Regions from separate parts of the Arachis hypogaea genome. Here region 1 is linked to region 2. A link is a contact called in public Hi-C data. All regions are on one chromosome and are shown on one strand. The core of a region is the stretch at or near the end of the contact, and the rest is flanking DNA. Distances in the headings are between cores, read along the strand shown.

What was found. Hi-C and Micro-C count contacts between places; a contact is called where the count stands out from the background.
Region 1: a contact with region 2 is called in a Hi-C map of leaf, with 2.3 times the contacts expected there. The contact joins two enhancer-like sites. A contact is called at or near these places in 3 of 8 Hi-C or Micro-C datasets (all in leaf).

Annotation. Positions count from the first base shown.
Region 1 is chr15:75,256,315-75,261,950 of arahy.Tifrunner.gnm2.J5K5, forward strand. No RefSeq gene overlaps it. Among protein-coding and RNA genes, the nearest start is that of LOC114925398, 37 kb to the left of the region's middle. Within about 2 kb of position 3,032, at least 2 of the 3 cell types and tissues checked have open chromatin away from gene starts, as enhancers often do.
Region 2 is chr15:75,205,202-75,210,877 of arahy.Tifrunner.gnm2.J5K5, forward strand. It overlaps LOC112750284 (a long non-coding RNA gene), which reads left to right. Exons shown (of 2, transcript XR_003175613.3): 2 at 59-1,577. Among protein-coding and RNA genes, the nearest start is that of LOC112750284, 3.5 kb to the left of the region's middle. Within about 2 kb of position 3,705, at least 1 of the 3 cell types and tissues checked has open chromatin away from gene starts, as enhancers often do.

The DNA of each region.
Region 1 (5,636 bases), core at 1,782-4,281, 50 kb after region 2:
TTGCAGAACAGTTGGAGTTTTTGAAACAAAAAAAATATTTTGTTACAAAATATTTCAAATTTTTGCAACTACTTTAATTTTTGTTACAAAATATTATAATATTTGTAACAACAACACACCAGCTCGCTACAAAAGCTAACATAATTTGTCACAAAAAAATAGATTGTTACAAAATATTATTCTTTTGTAACAATCACCAATTATTATTACAAAAAATTTTTTTTGTAACGATTTTAAATTTGATACAAAATTTTTGTTACAAATGTTCTATTTTCTTTAGTGATACATATTGTTAATTTACAAGCATTTCATATCAAATCTTATCCCTCTTACAGAACTTGCAAAGTTAAAGGCAAGGGAAACATAAATACTAAAACAATACAAAAATATCGTCTAAATAGAAAAGAAATAAGCTCTTCCGAATTTCGTCGTCCATAACCTAAAAAGAAAAAGACCTGTAGGGGAGTGAGAATATCGTCCTCACTAGTTCTCACTATAGGGTTAGAGAATTACTATAATAGGCTACATGAAAATAAAATCGTTACAGTGATTAATAACCACCTTATGCATCTTTTCAAAACCAAATTTTTAATATCGAAAATCCAAAATCCTTTCTAAAAGAGAAAACTATTAATTCTTCAAAAATCAAAAAGCCTTTTTAAAATTTTTTCCTAAACAGTATGAATGACCAAACTGTTCCAAGCATAGGTTCATTAAGTCTATACTGAACTAGTTTAGTTTTTCATACTATTCGAAACCAAAAACTCAAACCAAACACGGCCTTCGGCCCATCTCATAATCAACCACGGCCCAAACAACTCAATCCACAGCCAATCCATCACAATCCACCCAATTTTCAATCACAAACACAAGTAAGGTTCAAGCACAATCAAGCAGTTACTTCAAGTAGAGCAGTTAGCAATTAAACATAATTATTCATATAGACAAACCAATTACAATATACACACCCAAACAATGTCACATAGATGCATGTGATGCATGCTTGTCCTATTGGCTGTGAGCTCACGCGTCGATTCTGTTGCTAGACCCGACTCGGATAAGCGAGATTAAACCATCATCCTTACCTCCACAGTAAGCGGGATTAAACCATCCACCATCCTTACTGGGCACACAATACAATATGCAAGCGGGATCACGCCACCGCCCTTGCTAAACAATTTATCAATACGTGAGCGGGATAAAACTACCATCCTCACTGCAGGTGGGATAAAACCACTTTTTCTCAAATCAATTTCCTTTCTCAACAAAGTCACTTTTTGCAACATCTTTCCAACTCCCAAACGACATCAAACCCATGCCAAATTAAAAATCTCTTCTAAACTACTCAAAATCATTCATTTTCAAACCATTCGCTCAATCACTTTAAAATCAAAAGTTATTAATTAAAATTCACGACAAGGTCTCAAGACTTTAAGGAAAAAACGACCGACCTCATTTCCATAAATTCAGTAAAGATTCTTAAAAATCATTGTTTCCTTAATTCGAGTTATTCAAAGGAAGTTTCTAAATCAAATCATGTAATTTCAAACCAAGTTAAATCCAAAACCAATCTCATTTTCATTCTTAGAAACCAATTCTTTCAACCTTTTCCAAAAACATCACAAAACGACATCATTCAATCAAAGTCCATTTTCTTGTAAATTCATTAAAGCTCCTCTGAACGAATTCCTTAAGTCCAATTCAAAACATAAACTCTTTTTATAGATAAAATCGAGCTTAGGATAATACTTTTCTTAAGTTATTTAACATTGTAAAGTAATTCTTTTTTCTGAATAAATTAAAGCTCAAGACATATGTTTTTCTCAATTAAATTAAATTCGAAACATACAATTTCCTTAATAAATCAAATAATACGATTTCTCAAATTCAAACTTTTTAAATAACATTTTAAACAAAGTTTCAGATTTTATAGAAAATTCGGCAATACCTCCCCTAAAACTTGGACTTTGTCACCCTTTCCGAGTCCCAACCAAACCATTCTGCAACCCCCTTTAACGGGTTCAAAACCAAATCAATTCAAAATCAAGCTAAATCCAAAAGTGCATACCATTTTCATATTTCTAGAAAACCAATTCAAACTCAAATCGATTTCCAACAGATTAAAATCGATTTCAAAACTTTAAAGAAACACTTCAAAAACAGTTTGTTTCACAAACCCAATAATAATCCAGTCAAACAAGCATTCACATCCATCCAAGACAATCAAACAATACACAAGACTTATACAATTACCAAAGGTACATTTCTCATATCAGTATCCATATAAAACAATTCTAGATGAATAAGTTTAGTTTTCTAAAAAATGTCCCTACCTCGATAAGTCAAAACCATAACCCAAACGCCTCATAGAATTTCTTTCGTCTCGATCCGAATCAACGGCAACTGAAACCTTAGCTCCGCTTGCTTTCTCAATAGCAACATGCAAACTCAGTTTCTAATTCCTAAAAACATTAACATTGTGGAAATCTTAAAACACATAACAGAGAATTAATGGCGAGGATTCCGAGATAGAAACACTTACTGGAATAAAGGACGACGCAGCAGCCACAGCAACACTTACACGACATGCAACATCAGAACTACGAAACCTAAAAGTTTTTAACCAAACATACCCGAACACTAACGCAGGGGTTTTCAAAATGTACTGTAATAAGAAAACGAAGTAGTGGCGGTCTCTGAACCAGTTTGGCGGCAGTTCCGGCAGCCACCTCAAGCGGCAGCGGCGACCAGACTCCGGTGACGGCAAATGAAACAACATGCAGCAACAATAAAGCTCCCAAAATCTCAAAAGAAACGAAACCCAATACTTAAAACCTTACCGGCAGTGTTTTCTGGTGGCAGCAGCGGGGTTTCGGGCAGCAAAAGCGGTTGTGGCTGGGCACAGATCTCCCCTCACTCTCCTCTGCTCCCTGTGCACTCTCCTCTCTTCTCTGTGTGACACGACGGCTTCCCTCTCGACGGCACAACGGCGGCAGTGACAAGTGGGGCGACGGACAGCAACGGCGGGTGAGACACGACGGCGCGGGACATCGGCGACAGCTCCTCAGCTCGCACTCCTCCTCCCCTCGGTGGTGTCAACGACGACGGCTCAGCGGCTGGACGCACGGCAGCAGTTCTCTCTTCTCTTCGCGGCCCTGCTCGGCGGCACTGTGACGGTAGTTACGTGACGGCGGCGGCGAGCTCCCTGTGCTGGCGCGGCCTTCTCCCTTCTCTCTTTCTTCTCTCCGTCTCCCTTACTCCCCGATCTCCATTTCCCTTTTCTTTCTTCCTTTCTTCTCATAACCGTGTCTGTGTGTCTGTTGGTGAGGAAGAGGGTGAGTGAGGTGTGTGAGGGTGTGTGCGGCTGAGAGTGAGAGGTGAGTGCGTAGTGTAAGTGTGTTAGGGTTTGGAGTGGTGTGGGTTAGTTTAGGTATTTTTATAAAAATAAAGGTAGTAGCATAGTTGTCAGAACCGACCCGGTGATCGAACCGGTCAGGTTACTGGGTCACTGGGTCACTGGTTCAACCGCTGGGTTACTGGTTGAACCGGTTGACTCGGTCCTATGTAAATAAAAAATAAAAAATAGTTAAAAGTTTAAAATTAAAATTTAAAATACATATTTTTACTAACATTTTAAAATATCAAGTTATTTTAAAACAATATGGAACATGAATTATAAATATTTTATTATTTTTACTCTATCATAAATATTTTTATTTTGTTTTTATATTAAAATAACTATTATTTTTAAATTTTAATAATTTATTAATTAGTTTATATCTTTTATACTATTATATACTACAAGTATTTATTAAAAAATAATATTAATAGATATTATATAATTATAAAAAAATAAGTGAGTTTATCATTATTGTTAAATAAAAATATAATTAATTTAAGAAGGAGTGAATTTATAATTAAAATTAAAATAAATTAAATAAAAGTAAACTATTTGATAGAAGATATCTATATGTATTATAATTTGCATATGTTTTAATAGAAAACATAATGGTCTGGTGGTTGTGGAGCATTTTGGTTTCCTTGAGGACAAGGGTTCGAACCCTACCTCAAGCATTTTGGAAATATTTTCTTCCAAACGGTTCGGTCAGACCACCTCACCGGTTTTGACCAGTTCGCACCGGTTTTGACCGGTTCGCACCGGTTCGTACTGGTTCACACCGAATTTGACCGGTTCAATTCCTTGTGCAATTCAAACATTGGACCGGACCAGTATAGGATCCGGTTCACCGATTTTCCGGTCGAACCGGCCGGTCCGGTCCGGTTTTTACAACTATGGGTAGTAGTGTAATTTTATAAAATAATTAAAAAAATAAAATAATAATTAAAAGTCAAATTAAATATAAAATATTTTTAATAAAAATACCTTTTAATTAAAAGTTTGTAAATTATTTTCAGTCAATTGCTAATAATAAAATTAGAGATTAGTAAAATTAATTTTTTTTTATTTAAAAAATAAAGTTAAAAATTTAAATATTTAAAATTAAAGCATATAAAATATTCACTATTTTTTAAATATAAGAACTCTAAATATAAATAAGAGTTTACTTAACTTTTATATAAAAATTTTTAAAATATAGTCTTAAATAAATATAATCCATCATAAATAATTTATTAATAACTTAAATTAGAGGTATTACATTAGTTGTGTTTAAATTTTGATAATAAGTTTAACTTGTTTATTTTATATAATGAATATATTAGAGATTATATTATTTTTTATAGAATACAAAATTTTTACTCTATTTTATTTGACAATTATTTATTTATTTAGTATTATATCTTTTTTTCTCTTCTTTAACTATTTAGATAATATATATACTGAGCAAGTATCTCCATTAAATTAATCATAAAGGTTAATAAAATTTAATGGCATAACTTTTACCTAATTGTAGCAAGTATCTCCGTTGAAAATATTGTCTAATTATTGCCATATACAATTAGTGTGTATCTCCATTAAATTAATCATAAAGGTTAATAAAATTTAATGGCATAACTTTTACCTAATCGTAGCAAGTATCTCCAATGAAAATATTGCCTAATTATTGCCATGTACAATTAGTGTGTAGATAGATAGATACTTGTATATCTCCACTATATATGTATATATTGCTTTATCCATTCTAGAGGTTGATTTGGAGAAACAGGTTTTGTAAACTGTATTTTGGGCTCTTTTAGGATTCTTATATGTATGTACATATATATGCTCTGACCGGTCTTAACTTCGCGAGCCGAGTCAGAGGCTTTGTTATTTATATCTTGGAACACTTCTTTTATGTATTTATATTACTCGTATCCTATCCAGTTTACGTTTATCGCTTATGTGAGTGATGCGCTTTTCTATTTAATGCTTTTGATTAACTTTCCTTCAAAAGGCTCCTAGATATAAACCCTTTTCAACTATATATATATATATATATATATATATATATATATATATATATATATATATGTTTTACTTTTTGAGGTCATAGCACCTCACTATCTCTGTTTTATATCCTAGGTGTAAAGCTCTGTGTGGTAGGGTGTTACATTATGGTATCAGAGCAATTCATTCCTGTAGAGCCTAAAGGATGAACTGAATATGCTTTTGAGCATACTCTGGCTCTGTGTACATG
Region 2 (5,676 bases), core at 2,455-4,954:
GATTCCGATTCACTACTTCATTTTCAATTTGTGGTTTTGGACTTTTGGTATCCTGTAGATTTTCAGGTAAGGAACAGTGTTGCCGGCAGAGAAAGTGGGGGGTCTTTGCGGTACGTTGATGACAAAGAAAATGGGAAAGATCAGACATTGAAGCCCGGGTTGCTTGAAGGACTCAAAGAATTTCATGTCTCCGACCATCTCTGCTTCCTGCAAGATTATTATTTCTCCGAGGAAAAAAGTGCTGATTGAGAGGAATGGGCCAGTTCCAGATTCTGTTCCATCTGCAGAGGCCAAAAACAACGTTCGCAAGGTAACTTTTGCAGAACCCTTGGAATGTGGTGGTGGCTTGCAATCAGACCACCTTGATCTATATTTGATGGGGTTCCAAATTTTGAGGAATCACATAGTAGCCGCTCTAGTTTGACATCTGAGGAAGAACATGATCTGAATGTTCTTTAGTTCCAAATAATGACACTGATTTGTCATTTGAGGCTGAACATGATCTGAATGTTCCTTTGGTTCTAGAGGATAAAATTGAGACAGAACCTTCATTTGAAACTGTTTTCCTCGATCATGATTGTGTTAACCTTGACCCAACTTTCAAGCTTAGTCCTACCCCACCTCCAGCTTCATCCACAGCAACCATCTTAGCTCCTCTTGATGCCGATCCCTTGATGCCACCTTACGATCCTAAAACAAAATATCTCTTCCCTAGACCGCAGTTTCTTCATTACAAACCTAGACCAAGGACGGAACTTTGCAGAGTATCATATCTGGTAGCTTCTCTGATATCACAGAGGATTCTCAGTCCGAAGAAGCTTCACAGAAGGAAGCAGAGGAGGTCTCTTCGGATGAGGCGGTTATGGAGGAAGAAAGCCAAGTTCTGATGAACCAAGTCCTGCAGAGGGAACCATTGAAGCCAACCCTAAGCGCCGCTTCTCTATGAAATCATTGGCTTTGGTCTGATTATTCTCCTCTCATTTGCTGTTTTCTCCATCTCAGTCATCAATTCTCCGGTGGTTCATCATACAGTGTTTGAAGACACATGAGGCTTATGAAGCGTCTCAACTTTCAGATTTTTGCAAGGGCCAACTTTGATCAATTCACCCAGTTTGCAAAAGCAAAATTCGATTGTTTAGCTCAGAGTCTCCATATCCAGTTTATTAAGTCCTTAAATATCTGAGCTGATATCCAAAGTTAGAGGACTACAAATTCATAGTTTGGCCCAGTTGCAAGACTACAACTTGACCGTTGTGCCGGATCATGTTGTGGTTAATCAGTACCATGTATTTCGTAGGGGCAAAAATGAAGTTGTTGATGCTGAAATCAACAGTACTTCACATTCAAGAAAGTGAAGTCATCTCATCCGCAACTAAGAGGGAACAGTAGATCGTCGATTGAAGAGCCAGGTCAGTAAACTTCTATTGGGACTTCTATTGATTATTGATTCGACTAGTAGCAACAAACTTGTATGATGGGGCCCCATGGAGACGCAGGAGATGGATGCAGGAGCCGCCAGCCGGATCGACCAATAAATGATAAGAGGGATGGGCTCATTCGACTAATTAGTGATCCCTGGTTGATCGGAAAGAGATGTCCCTAAAATATGAGGGGATTGGTTGATCGGAAAGCCCTCCATCGTACAGCAGGAGTAGGACATTCCATATAATTCAGATCCACTAGCTGTCACTCCTTGCCCTATTCGGTCTGAGTGCTTTAGATCCTCCACAACCAGAGCAGTCTTTGCAACTGACTGAAGCGGGAAATTCAGATGCAAAGCAAGAACAAGAAGGCAACGTTTATTTCAATGTTGAAGGTGTTTCAGAATTGGATGAAGTACTTAAGGGCCAAGCAGGAATTACCAGAGCAGGCAGGCTTTGCAACTGGCTGAAGCAGAAATTTCAGAAGCAATGCATTTACAAGAAGAGGATGCTCACTTCTTCGGTTTTTTCTTTCCTCTCTCACTAGGAGATGGTGCCAGGTTCAATATTGAAAAACCAAGTAACGAAGGTCTAGAGAATTTGCCTAGTTTAGGCTCAGAAGTTGAAAAAATTTATGCAACAGTAGATGCTGCAATCATCAGGAATGAAAGGAGATCTGAAACAACTGACATAACTCCACGTATGATGCTATATTTGCTGCTCTGTGGAGGTGCACTTATAATTGCTCTTGTATCTTTCAAGTTTTCAAGGAAAGGTAAAATCGGAAGCAAAAGGGTCACCAGATCTGTGGACCTTTGATTGGTAAGGAGTTGCATCCCAACAACTTCATTGCAAATTTCTCCAGAGACATCTCTCAGGCATACCCACAGAAATGGACGTGCTTAAACTTGAAGAGCATTGCCCTTCAGAAAATGAGCAGCTTTCAGCAGGGTTTCATCCCAAACCAGCTTTCAGCGTAGAGAAGAAGCGCAAGAAGCACTATATCATCATGGGCCTCTTCAGACTATTCCATGGGTTCGACATCATCCTATGGAAGCTTAACATTGTACGAGAAAATTCCAAGCAAGCAGGTATGTATTTTATTTCCCTTTATTGTCACAAAACCTAACAAAACATGTACTTTCTTCCACTATAAATTTGTTTCTTATAAAACTCTAAAAACTCTATTCATGGATCGGATCCGATCTGCATATCTGCGGTATTTATCCGAATTCGATCTAAAAATTATCGGATTCGCACACTAATCGGATCGGATTGCGAATTTTGTAAATAAATAAGTAAATATTCTTTTTATGATGTTGTATTATTCTAATTTATTATTTAAAAAAAATATGTTTAATATTCTTTTTATTAATATTTTTTAAATAAAAATAAACTTTTAAAAATATTTTTTGTATTTTGTGAATATATCTCGAATCGGATCCAATGTAGTTTTTAAGGTTGGATCCAATCTTATCCGCGTCTATGAGAACTCTAGAAAACCATAAAAAGCTCTAGAAATCACTAAAAAGCTAAAAACCCAGAAAAATCCTAGAAAATCCTAAAAATTTCTAGAAAGCATAAAAACACGAGAAAACTTTAACAAAATCCTAAAAACCATATTTTTTTTTTTGGTGACTAAATCCTAAAAACCATATAAAACCCCTAAAAACCCGAGAAAATCCTAAAAATCTCTAGAAAATGCAAAAAAAATCCTAAAAAAACCTTAAAAATCCAAGAAAACCCTAAATCTTTAAAAAGATATTGAAAACCAAAAAAAAAATTCTAATAAATCCTAAAAAACCGTAAAAATCCTAGAAAATACTAAAAAACCTGAAAAACTCCAGAAAACTCCAAAAAACTCTCAAAATCCCTAAAAAACCCTAAAAACCAAAAAATCCTCCTAAAAAATTCGCGAAAACCGTAGAAAACCCTAAAACCCCTAGAAAAACCCTAGAACCCTGAAAACCCCTAAAAAATTCTAGAAAACAATCTCATGGAGAGTTCGATCCTAGCTCAGGATGAACGCTGGCGGCATGCCTAAACATGCAAGTCGGACGGGAAGTGGTGTTTCCAGTGGCAGACGGGTGAGTAACGCGTAAGAACCTGCCCTTGGTGAGGGGAACAGCTGAAAACGGCTGCTAATACCCCGTAGGCTGAGGAGCAAAAGGAGGAATCCGCCCGAGGAGGGAGCGCGTCTGATTAGCTAGTTGGTGAGGCGATGATCAGTAGCTGGTCCGAGAGGATGATCAGCCACACTGGGACTGAAACACGGCCCAAACTCCTACGGGAGGTAGCAGTGGGAAATTTTTCACAATAGGCGAAAGCCTGATGGAGCAATGCCGTGTGGAGGTAAAAGGCCTACGGGTCGTGAATTTCTTTTCCCGGAGAAGAAGCAATGACGGTATCCGGGGAATAAGCATCGGCTAACTCTGTGCCAACAGCCGCGGTAAGACACAGGATGCAAGCGTTATCCGGAATGATTGGGCGTAAAGCGTCTGTAGGTGACTTTTTAAGTTCGCCGTCAAATCCCAGGGCTCAACCCTGGACAGGCGGTGAAAACTACCAAGCTGGAGTACGGTAGGGGCAGAGAAAATTTCCGGTGAAGCGGTGAAATGCGTAGAGATCGGAAAGAACACCAATGGAGAAAGCACTCTGCTGGGCCGACACTGACACTAAGAGACGAAAGGTAGGGGAACGAATGGGATTAGATACCCCAGTAGTCCTAGCCGTAAACGATGGATAATAGGCGCTGCGCGTATCTACCTGTGCAATGCTGTGGCTAACGCGTTAAGTATCCCGCCTGGGGAGTACGTTCGCAAGAATGAAACTCAAAGGAATTGACGGGGGCCCGCACAAGCGGTGGAGCATGTGGTTTAATTCGATGCAAAGTGAAAAACCTTACCAGGGCTTGACATGCCGCGAATCCTCTTAAAAGAGAGGGGTGCCTTCGGGAATGCGGACACAGGTGGTAGGTGGTGCATGGCTGTCGTCAGCTCGTGCCGTAAACGTGCCGTAAATGAGCGCAACCCTCGTGCTTAGTTGCCAACATGAAGTTTGGAACCCTGAGCAGACTTCCGGTGATACGCCGGAGGAAAGTGAGGATGACGTCAAGTCATCATGCCCCTTATACCCTGGGCGACACACGTGCTACAATGGCTGGGATGAGGGATCGCAATCCCGCGAAGGTGAGCTAACTCCAAAAATCCGTCCTCGGTTCGGATTGTCGGCTGCAACCCGCCTGCATGAAGCCGGAATCGCTAGTAATCGCTCCCGGGCCTTGTACACACCGCCGGTCACACTATGGGAGCTGGCCATGCCCGAAGTCGTTACCTTAAAGGAGGGGGATGCCGAAGGCAGGGCTAGTGACTGGAGTGAAGTCGTAACAAGGTGCCGTACTGAAAGGTGCGGCTGGATCACCTCCTTTTCAGGGAGAGCTAATGCTTGTTAGATAGTTTGGTTTGACACAGCTTCACACCCCAAAAGAAGCGAGCGAGCTACGTCTGAGTTAAATTTGGATATAGAAGTTTTCTTTCGTTTCTCGGAGGTGAAGCAAGTCTAAGTTCATGAGCTTATCCTAGGTCGGAACAAGTTGATAGGAGCTCTTTCTTTTTTTTTTTTTTTGCCCCATGTCGCCATATGGGGGTGAAAAAAGAGAGGGATGGGATTTTTCTTGCTTTTGGCATAGCGGGCCTCGGCGAGAGGCCCAAACGACGGGCTATTAGCTTAGTGGTAGAGCGCGCCCCTGATAATTGCGTCGTTGTGCCTGGACTGTGAGGGCTCCCAGCCACATGGATAGTTCAATGTGGATCATCCAAGGCACATTAGCATGGCGTACTTCTCCTCAAGAGCGATCCAATGTAGATCTAACTTTCTATTCACTTTAGAAAACAAAAAAAAAATCCTATTATATCCTAAAAAACCATGAAATACCATAAAAACCCTAGAAAATCCTAAAAAACCGTAAAAATCCTAAAAAATCCTAAAGAATCCTAAAAAATTCTAGAAAATCCAAAAAAATTCTAGAAAATCCTAGAGAACCCTAGTAAACCCATAAAAAACCTTGAAAACAAAAAAAAGAACCCTAAAAAAAAATCCTAAAAAACCTAGAAAACAAAAAAAATCCTAAAAATCCTAAAAAATCCTAAAACTCCTAGAAAACTCCCTAAATACCCTAAAAACCACATAAAATCATAAAAGAACCCTAAAAACCATAAAAAAACCAAAAAAATCCTAGAAAACTTTAAAAAACTCT